2 separate regions of the Mus musculus genome follow, and region 1 is linked to region 2. The links are chromatin contacts, called in public Hi-C maps. All regions are on one chromosome and are shown on one strand. The core of a region is the stretch at or near the end of the contact, and the rest is flanking DNA. Distances in the headings are between cores, read along the strand shown.

Region 1 (6,981 bases), core at 4,213-6,712, 810 kb after region 2:
CCAGGGGTTCCACATGGATTCCAGGGATGGAACGAGGACCAGGCTTGGCGGCAAGCACCTTTGCCATATAAGCTACCCCAACAGCTCTTTTTGGGACTCTCAAGTGTCCCTTCAGTGCCCTTTGTTGGAAAAGCAAATTACAGTGTCGAGAGCAGACACCCACACGTGCAAGTGACAGGAGAATGTGGGGCACGCATAGCAAAATGTCAGTACTATTACTGATGGAGTAAAGATGGGGTTTCAGGTGGCTGTTAGTTTGGCTTGACATCCCTCCCCACCCCCATTTATTTTGGCTGGAACATGAAGTTGTTTGTACCAAGGTGATAGTCATTCACAGAGATCCCAAGGGAAGCACCACTCTGGTGGCAAAGGCCTTCGCCCTACAGATTTGTTACTGACTATGGAAGAGGCTTCTCCATACTGCGGGAGCATGAGATGAGAGGGAACCCAAACTCAGCAGGGTGACGGAGTGTCGCCAGAGAGGCTTGTCCTGGGAGGACACGGCCCACCCTTCTCTCCAGGTCATGGATTCCGGCAGTACCTACACCCACGCTTGGAGTGGCCTGTGCGGAAGATCTGGGGTGTGGTCAAGAACTGCTCAGCAGTGTGACCACCGGGCGCATAGGACGATCAGAGTTGAATGTGTCTTGGGCGACTCTAGAATGCTCTACTGGACTTAATTTTCAGGGTTCACGGAAAGAGCAGAGCACAGCCAGAGGCCCTGGCCTCCGGGCTGGGACAGCATCCCTTGTCTTAACGCGGTGGTGTCCTGGCCCGAAGCCCCACGTAGTATATCCACAGCAGCAGCAGCCAGCCCGCAGCTCGTCCGCCCTCTGCTGGCAGAAAGCCTGAATGACACTTGGCGTTTGCAGCTATATCAGGAAGTCCGCGCTGTGCCCTTGAAAACACAGGGAGAAACCTGGGCACAATGATAAAGGGGGACACAACTGACAGGGAAGGCGTAGCTTACTCGGAATGTCCTCGTGGGGCGTCCGAAAAGCGCGACAGGATGACTGCCTGTCCCAAGGCCCCAGTGGGTCTGTGAGTGACCTGCTCAACAAGCCCAGCTGGTGTGCCAAGCACCCTGCATTGGTGTACAGGAGCAGGGATGCTCATTTGGGGCAGCTTCGCTGAAGTGCTACAAACTGAGAGGCTTAGAGATCGTATTATTTTCAGAAATGAATTATTTCTTGTTTCTAGTGGATGCAAATCCAAAGTCAAGGTGTTCATAGAGCACTCTGAAGGCTCCAGGGAGGTTCACTAGAAGACCCTTCACCGCAGTTGTCCTATGTCGGTCTCCATGCGGCATTGTCCCTGGGCAGATCTATGCTTCTCTGTTTGTTAGTACAGTAGTTGTTGCAAATAATCAAATATAACTTCACCCGAATTTGATTATATCTAAAATGCCCCTGTTTCTAAAATAGGTTATAAGAAGGAGGGGTGGGACTTTACAACGACTTTCAAAGTCTCACCTCAAACATAGCAGATATGCCCAGCGTGCATCCGGGTATGGGGACTGTGAGCTGACCAACACTGAGGGTCTCCGTGACCAGGAAGCCTGAGTGGCCCATGGGCAGGCAATGCTTGAGGTGGGGACCCAGTAAGGAGAATACTTCCCTGTGGTAGGGGTTGGAACAGGAACTGCTTAACGATTTTATTTAGATCTCTAGGCAAGTGTAGGCAAAGATATTGCTTAAATTCACAAAATTAATAAAGATGGTCTTTTTTTTTTCTAGCTTTCTAGTTCCGTTTCTGTTGCTGTGAAAAAATATCACCACCCAAAGCGGCATAGTTCAGGAAGGGTTTATTTGGCTTTCGGTGACGGGTTAGAGACTACCATCGAGAGAGGTTAAGGGCAGCTGGTCAGATCCCATCCCTAGTCTAGAGCAGAGATACACGATGGACCCTTGCCTCTTTGTGCTCTTTCTTCTTAAACAGCCCAAGAGGCCCAGACCATGTGTCTGTCAGGTCTCAGGCCATGCGTACGTCCAGATGCTGCTAGCTCCCAGGCCCTCCCCACTTTTGCCTTGCATTCCAGCTTCCTGGACTACCAGGATGGTCCTCACCAGCCAAGAAGTAGCTGCAGAAGAGACTACACCATCCCTCATCAACAAAAGGCTGGGATGCAAGGTCTCAGGCTGTGCAAATATCCAGAAATGAGCTCAAACTGGATATATGGATTGCCTGAGACCCAACAGAGCTGTTCACAATGGGCTGGGTCTTTCTTCGTCAATAAGGAATCTAGACCTTCCTCCACAGACATGCCCACAGCTATGGCTTTGGCTATTGTTTTGCGAATACATTTTCAAGGCTGTTATTAAGAGAGAGCCATTTCTCATGTGGTGACACATCTCTGCTAATCTCAGCAACTGAGATGCTGAAGTAGGGAGATCTGTTTGAACTGTGACCCACAGTTAGAACTTGGTACCTCTCTAGGTAGCTGGCCTTCCATTCCTGTGGTTTAAAAGGAAGAAAATCAAATCCACCCAGAGGAGCCCAGGTAAGCTTGGTTTGAAGGATGGCCCAAGATGAGAGAGGTAGGTGTCTTAGCTAGGGTTTCCATTGCTGTAAAGAGACATCATGACCAAGGCAAGTCTTATAAAGGACAACGTTTAATTGGGGCTGGCTTACTGGTTCAGAGGTTCAGGCCATTATCATCATGGTAGGAGGCATGGCAGCATTCAGGCAGGCATGGTGCTGGAGGAGCTGAGAGTTCTATGTCTCATTCTAAAGGCAAACAGGAGAAGATTGCTTCCAGGCAGCTAGGAAGAGGCTCTCTCAAAGCCCATGCCCATAGATAGTGACAACTTCCTCCAACAAGGACACACCTCCCAACAGCACCACTCCTTGGGCCAAGCATATTCAAACCACCACAATAGATAACTAAGGTCATGGCAGAGGAATGAGTGAGCCATGGAGCTCCAGAGAGGGCAGAGGTAGTAACACAGGCCACCTGGCCAGGATCAGGGACAAACTGGATTCAGAGGAGTTGAGGTAGAGGCACCAAAACCTTGTCATTTGTGAAGCTGCAGACAGAGTGCGGCCGTTAGAAGCTTGTACCGCTCTTGAAGAGGACCAGAGTCCAGTCCACTTGTAACACCAGTTCTAGTGGATCGGACATCCTCTAAGGGTGCTACGCTCACGTACACAAATCCACACTCAAACACATGCATATGCACATAATTAAAAATTAAAAAATTAAAAAGAAACTTTATGAACAACTCTTAGGACTGAGCTTGCCTTCTAGATTGTGGTTAGGAAAGCAAGCAGGACTTCATGGTGGCCTACAGGAGCCATACCTGATTGGAGGGCTTCATGGTAGCCTACAGGAGCCACACCTGATTGGAGGTTGGCCTGTGTGTGCCCCCAAGCACAGGTGAGTATGTGCAGTTTCTTCATGGGAAATAGTGAAATATCTAACCTCATAGGATAATACTTCAAAACAAAATAATAACAGCCCAAGACAAAGACAAAGATGTTTTTCATATGCTAATTTCCCTAGTTCAGGTGAAATTAATCCTTTGTCTAATCCAGGATTTTAAACAGCGCTTGCTTAAGGAAGAGGTGTGCCCCTGTGGAGGGCTCTGCTTACTGCCTCTGTTTACCGGCTGCTTGGAGAAGTTAGGTGCCTGGGCTTGCAGCAAGCTGAGATCTTTTATAGAAACGAAAACTTAAAAATATGTTGGTGCACAAGATGTTTTGTGTTGAATTTATCTTCAATGCCAAGTCAGGATTTCAGATACCTCCCGAAATAAGAAAGCGGCGACGGGAGGATTTTAGCAGCCGTTATTTTTATTTATAATTTATACCCTGTCGGCTTCTAAAAAGACCAGAGGCAGCTTCCAATAAAAGACGTGTGCACAGTGAAGTTGCTAAAATGGGCCGAGAAAATGGAAAAACTGGCACAGGAGGAGGAGGAAGCAGAGAAAGGGGTAAAGTCTGTGTGAGTCGAGATTCCATTTAGTTCTGAGCTTTCTGGTGGCTGAAGCAGAGGGAAGAAAGAAGTCTTGCTGGCCTTTCCTGTCTGAGGAAGGCAAAGGCGGGGCACTCCCTGCCTTGGGTGTCAGGAGCAGGAAAGGGCCTGGGCTTTAAGTCCAGCCCCTTCTCACCAAGGTCACCACTTCTGTGGCTTCTTCGTGACCAAATCTTTAAGGCCAAGGTCCCAGAAGCCCACGGGGCCCGAGGTGAGGCAGGGAGGGTGGCTAGAGATTCAGGGCACTTTCATTATGGACTGCTGTCAGTAAAGATATGCAGAGGAGGACCAACAGAACAGGTATGGAGCCAGAGCTGAGGGCAAGGAATTGGGGCCTCTGAGAATACTAATTCATTATTATTGTTTAACATATTAGCATCTATCTATTATTACATGGTCGGCGGCGCTGGCATGGCACACATACGGAGGTTAGAGACAATTCTCTGGAGTGAGTTCTCACCTTACACCTTACTTACTGAGGGTTGAACTCAGGTCAGCACATTTGTATGGCTTTTGTATCTGCTTTTACCCAGGGCACCTCTCACGCTCCCCACCCCCACCCTGAGCCTCAAGATCTTAACTCCACCCTCTGATCTATGATGCTGTACCAGGCCAGGAATGCAGCGGAGTATATTGTAGTGGCATATTGGTCTCCTGTAGTACAGCAGGAGTCTGTTAGCTGGCCCTGTAAGAGCAGTTAGACAGGCATGCGGTACCGGGTCTTCCATTCCTGTCTTGCCCTTGGTCGGGAAATACAGAACTTTCCGGTTTGTTTCCCCTCTCACCCACAGTCAGACGTGGCCTTGAGTCTGAGCCACAACGCTTTTTGGGCGTGTGACAGGGACTCGGTTGTTCTGTCTGATTTGACTCTCAGCTGTGTCACTCTGCAAGGATATTCTTTGACTTTTCTAGGCACACTGTTCCCTGTCCTCACGGTACTGACGATGACGCCTACGACGATGACAATGATGATAGAGATGATGGTGGTGGTGATTATGATGATGATGACGACGTTCCCGTTGTGAGGCTGTATGTGACAAAGCTTTAATAATAGTTCCTGAATATAGCAAACACCACTAGGGCCAGCCACTGTGCGCCCCCTCCTATCCCTTGAGTCCTATCTAAGTCCCTCCAGTGGGACTCAGAATCGCTGTGTCTCCCTGAGCTTGGCAACAGAAGTCTCTAGAAGGTCCTCTTGCTCATGAGTGCTTAGAACCCAGCGCCTACAGAGCTTTTCTTGACGTGCCTGGAGCTCTCTGGAGATTGCAAGACAGGAGCCCTAGTAGATTCTGCGCTCCCAGCCAGAGAGCTGTGCCCCATCTCCACTTGGGGAGACCAAGTAGAGGTCCCGCCCAGCTACAGCATGGCCTCATGTTCCCTTTTGCTCTCCCCTACCAGAAGGAAGGGGGCTCCAGAGGGCTCCAGGGGGTTCAGAACACAGGCCACGCCCTCCTGCTCGCAGCCTTAGAATCACTCCCGCCGGGCTCTGCGCCCCCTCCTGGCTGCTGGGGATAGTGCCTCGCTCTAGTCCTTTCCACTCTTTCTGGTGTCTTTCCCTTTTCCCTCGCGAGAAACTCCAAGTTTTTAACAGGATGGCTATCTGTCTAGTTGTGCCATGTCCCTACCTAGTGCCAACCATAACAATTGTGCCTCTGAGGAAGGAAGGAAGGAAGGAAGGAAGGAAGGAAGGAAGGAAGGAAGGAAGGAAGGAAAATACCAATGTCATTTGTCCCAAACTCAGAAAATTTGTTTTCTATTTGCATTGTTTATAAACCAAATCTAAATCTAGTCTTAATCACCAACCCAAAGCCTTTTGTAAGCTTGTCCTTTCGGATGGGTTTCCCTCCTGCCCGGCTCAAATATTGGTCAGCTAAGAAGTTCTGTGCCTGTCCCTTGTCGGCCGGTGCACAGTATGTCCCGCTATTGGTGTGTGTTGCGGGAGGATGCTGCCAGATCCTTTTGCTCTGTCCCACTCCCTTTAACAAAAGAGTAAGACCCACAGGTGCAGGCCACAGCCTATACCCGGAGGCTCCAGCCAGTCAGCCCCACCCTCTCTGGTCACTCTGGCAGGACTCTGCGCCCCCTGCTGGCACTCTGCAGGGCAGATGGTGCCCTTCAGCTGGCTCCCTTGGCCCTAGTGGCTGGGATGAAAGCGATGGTTTGCTATGCAGTCCAGAAGTCCAAGTCTGGGAGTTACCAAGAATGGCAACGGCTTGCTTAGAGGGCACAGTGACACTAGGCTGATTTTTTTTTTCAGGCCGGTGAACATAGAGGCTGTGGAGGGGTAGAATTCAAGGGAATGAGGCTGCAGTGACTTATATTGTGGTCTAGGAAGGTAACTGCCAGTAGCTAGAGAACTTGCTGCAAGAATGCATTTCTGGGACGCATGGCAAAACAGAAGAGTGGTCCTTGGCTGGGGCCATTGCATCTGCAGCACCAGTCTCCCACGTTCTGGACAGAACAAGTGAGCCACCCAGGGTCCCCAAGCACACAAGGCTCCAAAGTAGACTGTTGAGTGCAATCAGCCACTGCCCTCAGGGAACTGGCAGGTGCCTAGAACATCATACTGAGAGGGGTAACCTGCCAAGAGGTAACAAAAGCAAGCTTAGGGGACCCATGAGATACGCATTTGCTCAGACCCCACCCCAGGTAGGCTGCAATTCTGTAATTCTGTAATGGCTATGGTTCCTCAGAGCCACAGGCTCCGTCAGGACAACAGCTAAGTCTACACTTCCCCTTCTCTCACTGGAGTAAACTGTTGGGTCCTGGTCACCCCAACATGGAGGAATCCCAGCCTTCCTCGTGTCTCTGTAGATGTTCCATGGTCTCTTAAAATGTGTGTGTGTGTGTGTGTGTGTGTGTGTGTGTGTGTGTGAGAGAGAGAGAGAGAGAGAGAGAGAGAGAGAGAGAGGAGAGAGAGAGATGGGGTGACAGACAGACATGTAAGGGACAGGGAATTGGCTGGTGATAGTGCTACCTAACTCACCTCTGCTTCTGTGTGCTAACAG
Region 2 (6,282 bases), core at 1-2,500:
GTTCCAGACCAGCCTCCCTCCAAAAACAATAAGGAGGTAGACCCTATAGTGAATTAGAAAAATAAGGACAGTAAGTATGTTTAGTATCTACTGGCTATGGGTATGGGGAATAGCTACTTTCATGGGCAACTTCCACCTTCCCATAAGCCAGTTTGGCTCTGTGTATTGATAGTGCTGAAGCACGCATGCTCTTCAGCTCCAAGGCTGTGCTTTTAGGAACATGTCTTAAGTGCACAGACAGCTATCTAACTCACCTAGAAAGTGGTCAGTGCAGCAATGTGCATAATAGCAAACATCACAGTGATCAGTTAAATGACAGACATGGGAAAAATGAAATTATACCCGGAATTTAATGAAATTACATCCAGAATGTCTAGTAAACACTTACTGGACCTTTTCATGGGCCAGACACTGCACTAAAGATTTATCATGTACTGCTCAATTTAGCTCTGAAAACACTTACCAAGGAGATGTTATTATTATGGCTATTTTCCATGGGAGTAAATGGTAACCTGGAGATATGAAGTCACTCGTTCAGGCCCCTACAGTTAGTGAAAGACAGCCCCAAAGGTGGTTACTAAGGCCTTGCTTGCGATGGGTGGCTATCTGCCTCCATATCCAAGGTATTGGGTGTGGACTCTGAAAGATACAAAGGTCCCCTGGGGTCCGAACAAGTTCACTGAAGAGACAGGTAGCAAGATGACATTTGACATGAACACATTTCTGTGATGTGCATACCATATGACACACTTGAGCGGTCTATCTTTCTGTGTACATACGCATGACCGAACAGTCCCATTTGCACTAGGGCTAGGGTAACTTATATGCCAAGCTGCATCGGGGTAACTGGGTCATGGGATGTTGGAGGTATCTCTGTCCCTACTTCCCTGCTGGGTGGACTAAAATGAGATGAGTCACCTGAGCAGTCATGGTTTTTTTTCTTGTTTTGTTTTTTTGTTTTTCAGAAACACTTTTGAACCTTGGAGTTCAGAAGCTGTTACCTACCCCCTACCTGGTCTCATCTTCTGTTTCTAGGTAAGAAGGTAAACCCAGAAAAATCAAGTAGGCGTGTTATAGTCACTTGGCCAATCGGCAGCAGACACAGAAGGGGGCAGACATCTGCCTACTTCTGGTCCTGACTCTTGCCGCTGCCCTCATTCGCTCACGAAGGCACCTGGCAGTGGCCCCTTGAACAGTGAAGCATGATGGGACTCTGCACATTATCCCATGTACCTATCTTCCCACCATCCAGCTCTCTGCTCCAAACATTCCAAGCCCTCCCTTGGTGCCAGGGAGCCAAAAGGCCCGGAGAAAAGATACCCAGCCTGGCTCATTACTCGGCCTCCAGACACTTCTAGATGCTTTTCTATAAGCCAGTGGTCTGAATGGGAGTGTGCCTCAGCTCCCAGCAACACCTTCCAACTGTGCCCTGTGGAGATGCTGACTTCATTAGAGAGGCCCACACCAGAGCTTCTGTGACACTAACAGATCCTCTCTAGTGAAGAACAGTAGTCTGCATTATGTTTTCGAGCATTGGCGTTTTATCCAGGACCTGGATATAATTACTTTCATCCTGTCTGCTGGTAGTAGGAACAGATGTAGCACTCTCTGCCAGACGCCTTGAAGTGACCCATGTTCATCCCCAGCTGCCACCTCCGGTCCCACAGAGATGAACAGGAAGAGGAGGTCCCTGGATGCTCCACCATGCTGCAGACCGTCTGGCCTCCTGCACGCAGGGCACGCAGAGCCCAAGGCTGGTCAGAAAGAGAACAAGAACAGAAGAAAGTCTGTAACCTGCTGGAGATCCAGGGCCAGGAACTGGCCATTGCCTGTGAAGGGCACTCTAGTCCCTAGGAAGCCTCAGGAGAGCACAGTTGTCAGGGTTGCAGAAAAGTTATGAAATGTGTCTTGTTCTTCGTATCCCCACACAGAGGCATGAAGTGCCTCGGAAGACCTTCTTCTTGGAAACAAGAAGAGTCTGACAGATCCCCCTTGGCTCCGCCTCCACAAATTAAACTGGAAAGAGGGGCTAGGACACTGTGGCTGGCTTTTTTTTTCTCTCTGCTTTCTCTCTTACGAGGGATGAATGACAAGATAGTATCTTCATTTTGGATCAAATGAGGACAAGGGAGAAGAGACACAAAGGACAGCCTAGAAGGCTCCACCAACCATGACTACCAAGCGGGATGAGTTGTCACAGGCAAGCCAGCATCCCTCTCGTAGAGTAAAACCCAGAAACATGATATTATCCAGAAGAAAATAGAAAACTCACACAATGAAATGGGATACAGTGATAGAAACAGTGCATAAAAGAATTAAAATGCTCTATAAAACCATGAACACTCTTGTGCCATGTTAGCAGTGATGTCAGCAGCTGCTCCCTCCAGAATGCTTTCCATTAAGTGGCACAATAGAACAATTTTCCCCCTTGTTGAATAGTAATAAAAGAGTTTTTAAATATGTGATTGCCTTTCTTGCTTTTTGACGTTGTTTATATTTGTTATATGTATCTATTAATACATAAGTCCATCTTTTAAACAATAGAAAATACTTTTGTACATTGATATTCCTATTTTAAAGTAGGTAATTGAACTCTGGGATCCTGAGAGTCACACTATAATTGTAAAATAACCTTAGAGCCCAAAGTGAAAATTAAAAGTGTTTTGTTTAAAATTATATCTAAGAACCCCGGTAATGTCATCCCTTAGTAATACACAGAGAATCACATCCAATCTGTTTACCCCAGGAAGTGCCAGTTATCCATAACATGGAATGTACTAGGCTTGCTCATACACAATTTGGAGTGTTGTTTGTCTTTAGTGATGGCATGGTTCCCAGCTCTGCCTCTACCAGGTATAGAAGCAACAACTGAATGTAGATCAAAGGGTGTAACTGCAACCTCAATCCTTGAGTGGGTCTCAGGTACCTGTGCATTTTCAGGGCTCTGTCACCCCATACCCTTTGGGACATGCACCCTTCCATAAATGCCTTTGGTCAAGTTCACTGGACAGAGAGACCTAAGCTCTATCTTCCAACTTCTGCCTCTAACGAAATCTCTCTGATACCCAAGGAAGTTCAAAGCCAAATAGATCCTTTCTCTGACCCAAGGTTTGCATTTCACAGCTAGAAAGTCTGCCTTGGGGATTATGGTGGGAAGAATACTAGCCACAGAGTCAGAGGCAAAGGTTGGGGTCACAGTGAAATCTTTTGCTTGAATGACACGAGGTGACTGTGAGCCTTAGTTGCTCTTCTGTGGACAGAGGCAATGCCATCTCTGCACCTTCCCAGGGAGAATACAAAGCACATCAGGGTTGTAGTGGCTCTTCCTGGTTGTCAACTTGACTATATCTGGAATGAACTACAATCCAGAATTGGGGGGCTCACCTATGATTCAGATCTTGAGATTGGGAGATACAAGTTTTTGATCTAGATATTGGCATGGGGATCTTGAGGCATAGTGGCTATGAATCCCAGGAGACTAAGGCGTGGAGACCTCCAAGTTCAAGGTCATCTGGGACAAAGCAAGTCCCAGATCCAGGAATGGAATATACCTTTAACCTGGGTCATACCTTCTGCTAGAGACCTATATAAGGACATTGAAAGAAGGAAGATTTGCTCCTTTCCCCTGTTTGCCTTGTGGGACTGAGCAACTACTAGATCCTTAGACTTCCATTCACAGCTGACCATTGCTGGGGAGTTGGACTACAGACTGTAAGTCATCATAACAAATTCCCTTACTATATAGAGACGACCCATAAGTTCTGTGACTCTAGGGAACCCTGACTAATACGTGGGTCCACACACTTGGTGCACTATGCAAGTTTCATGCACGTAGGAGCTGGATGTGCATAGATAGAGAAAGAAATACATAACTGAACTCTGCACTATAACTGCTTCCCTTCCCCAACCAGATCTCTCTTTATCTGTCTACCTCGTACAAGTAGAACCATCCACACATTGTATAGTATGGCAGGCCCAAGATTCTCCAGAGAAATTTCAAGAGTACTACTTTCCTGGCCAACCGCCAAGAGAAGGTATGGGAAGGATAATATTGCCCAAGACCCCCATGCAGTAAGCGCTGGGGCAGGTCCTTATATTGGCCAACTGTCATGCTCCTGTTTGCGCATTTCCAATCATTGCAACCTGTGCTCCTTACAGCAGGGACTGGTTGAGTCAAAAAGAAGTCTCTACAGCAACAGTGTTAAAGAAATAGCTCAAGCCTGGTATTTTTAGATATGTGAAAATTCTCTCTAAGCACAGTGTAGGGGGTTAAAAAACTCAGGCCTCTTCCTAGGCCTGTGCGTGGACTGATAAGAGTTTTATCCAATTTACAAGGCAAGAGAAGGAAATAATCATGTGTGATGGAATTGGACAAACCGTCCATCCAGCTCCAAACAATTATGAATATAATACAATCACAGCACTCTGGCCAGGGTCCTGGCAGTGCCGGATTCTTCCCTTCAGTGAGAATCTGGACTTTTGATGCTCATGGCCTCCTGAGTAACCGCAAACTATAGGCAACTAATAATCCAAACAAAGCCATAAACACAGAGTAGAGAGCACATGCACCCTGAATTTCACACTTCTGTCAGCTGACTTCAAGCTGACCAATTGATCCCTGTACCATGTCAGGGAAAACACTTCAGTTAATGTCCTCATTACTCCCAGAAATCCAATTCTGTATATGAGGGAAATCATATTCTAATGATAAGCCCCTAATAAGTCCCTAGAAAGACGAAGAAGCAGCTTCCTTACATGCAGTGAACTGGATAAAAACTTTCAAAGACTTGACTGTTTTCAACCTATCATCTCTCTCCTGCTTCTGCCAGCTTCCGGGTTGCCTATCAATGTCCAGAACAGGATGGCTGTCTTCACCTGCAAAGTCAGCAACCAGAATATGACTATTCCCCTTCTATGACACTGTGGCTTATAGTGAGACCAACTGCAGAGGTCAAACATCATGACTTACAAAAAAAAAAAAAAAAAAAAAAAAAAAACAAGGTCCAGCTGAGCTGTGTGGGAAAGGCTCATTACCACTGAGCCCCACTCTCCAACCGGTTGAGCTGCCTACAGGCTGTGCAGTGAGCTGCAGCTTCTAAGCTTTTATGAGCTATCCCTTACGCTAGGGTGGACCTTGGTGATATGGCTGTCTTTGAGTTATTTCTGCCCCTCACCCATATCCCTAGAAATAATCCTAATAAAACTCATTGGTTCACCAAAATAAAATAAGCAAAAAACAAATCCTTGTCACTGAGTTTTGTTTCATCCTATGATTCAGGCTAAAACATTGAAGGGTCATGATGGGGGTAGGACAGGGAGAGAGAGAACTCAGGTAAGGACAGGAAAGAAGATAGAAAGAGTTTCAAAGAAGAAAGGAAACTCCTAAGGTAAAGGACCACCTTAACAAAGCACAGGTGTATTTGCTGACATTTTTGGACAATTAAGGAACTGAATTTTTTGTCTCAGTACAAAAGGAAACATGACAATACCTTGGACTGGCCAATGATACAACCAATGATTTCACAAGGCAGTGAAGTCCCCTTTGTTAGGGGTGATAAATAGAGCAATGAGATTTGGGGTCAAACTCTTTCTAAATCCAGCAGGAGAGTAGATTGCCTGTTTCCCATAGCAAGGCTCAGGGAGAGCCATTAAAAGCTTTGAGCCAGGAGTGAGGTGATTTTTTTTTTCTTTTTAAAAAAGCAAAGTTTTGTAGTAGAAAAATCTGTGGAAGGTTTTATGAACTACAATATTTTCAATTCCAAATGCAAGACTTAGAGGTGCTCCAAGATGTTGAGAAATAGAGGGTGGAGGATTGTTGCTCCAAAGGAAATTTGACTTGACAAAGGTGACATAAGAAAGCCATCCTTTCAAGATTTGTGACAGACTCCAAGGCTGCCAAACTCAGAACTTCCCTCATAACTCTCAACTCTAATGACAAGCAGATAAAGGCTCAGAGACTGTGGAATGTGTTACTCCAAGAATGACCCTTCACCTGAACATACTCTGTGAGAGACTCAATTACAGAAATGTTTTGGATCAAAAGCATGCGGAATGTCTGATGTTTATAACTTTCAACCAGCAACAGTAGCAACTTTTGCCCTATAAGTAATTAAGGCAAGGCCCATTTACTCGATGTATTTGAATTTCTACAGAAGTCACATGAAACAACATTGCTCTCTGAGTGCCTTATTTAAAAGTATCCAAGGCACCAGTTTTCTTTTAGCTTATTATCCCCTTAATGGTTCTTAGCCTAGTCAGCCACGAGACCAGTCCTCCAGGCCC

Evidence for each region. Hi-C and Micro-C count contacts between places; a contact is called where the count stands out from the background.
Region 1: a contact with region 2 is called in a Hi-C map of the N1E-115 cell line, with 6 times the contacts expected there. The contact joins two enhancer-like sites. A contact is called at or near these places in 1 of 15 datasets of contacts at CTCF or cohesin (embryonic stem cells) and 1 of 484 Hi-C or Micro-C datasets (the N1E-115 cell line).

The regions. Positions count from the first base shown.
Region 1 is chr17:5,396,794-5,403,774 of GRCm38.p6, forward strand. No RefSeq gene overlaps it. Among named protein-coding and RNA genes, the nearest start is that of Gm29050, 11 kb to the right of the region's middle. Within about 2 kb of position 5,463, at least 44 of the 459 cell types and tissues checked have an H3K27ac peak or open chromatin away from gene starts, as enhancers often do. A contact at or near this core is called in the N1E-115 cell line, where this site is marked.
Region 2 is chr17:4,591,196-4,597,477 of GRCm38.p6, forward strand. No RefSeq gene overlaps it. Among named protein-coding and RNA genes, the nearest start is that of Gm34259, 18 kb to the right of the region's middle. Within about 2 kb of position 1,251, at least 2 of the 459 cell types and tissues checked have an H3K27ac peak or open chromatin away from gene starts, as enhancers often do. A contact at or near this core is called in the N1E-115 cell line, where this site is marked.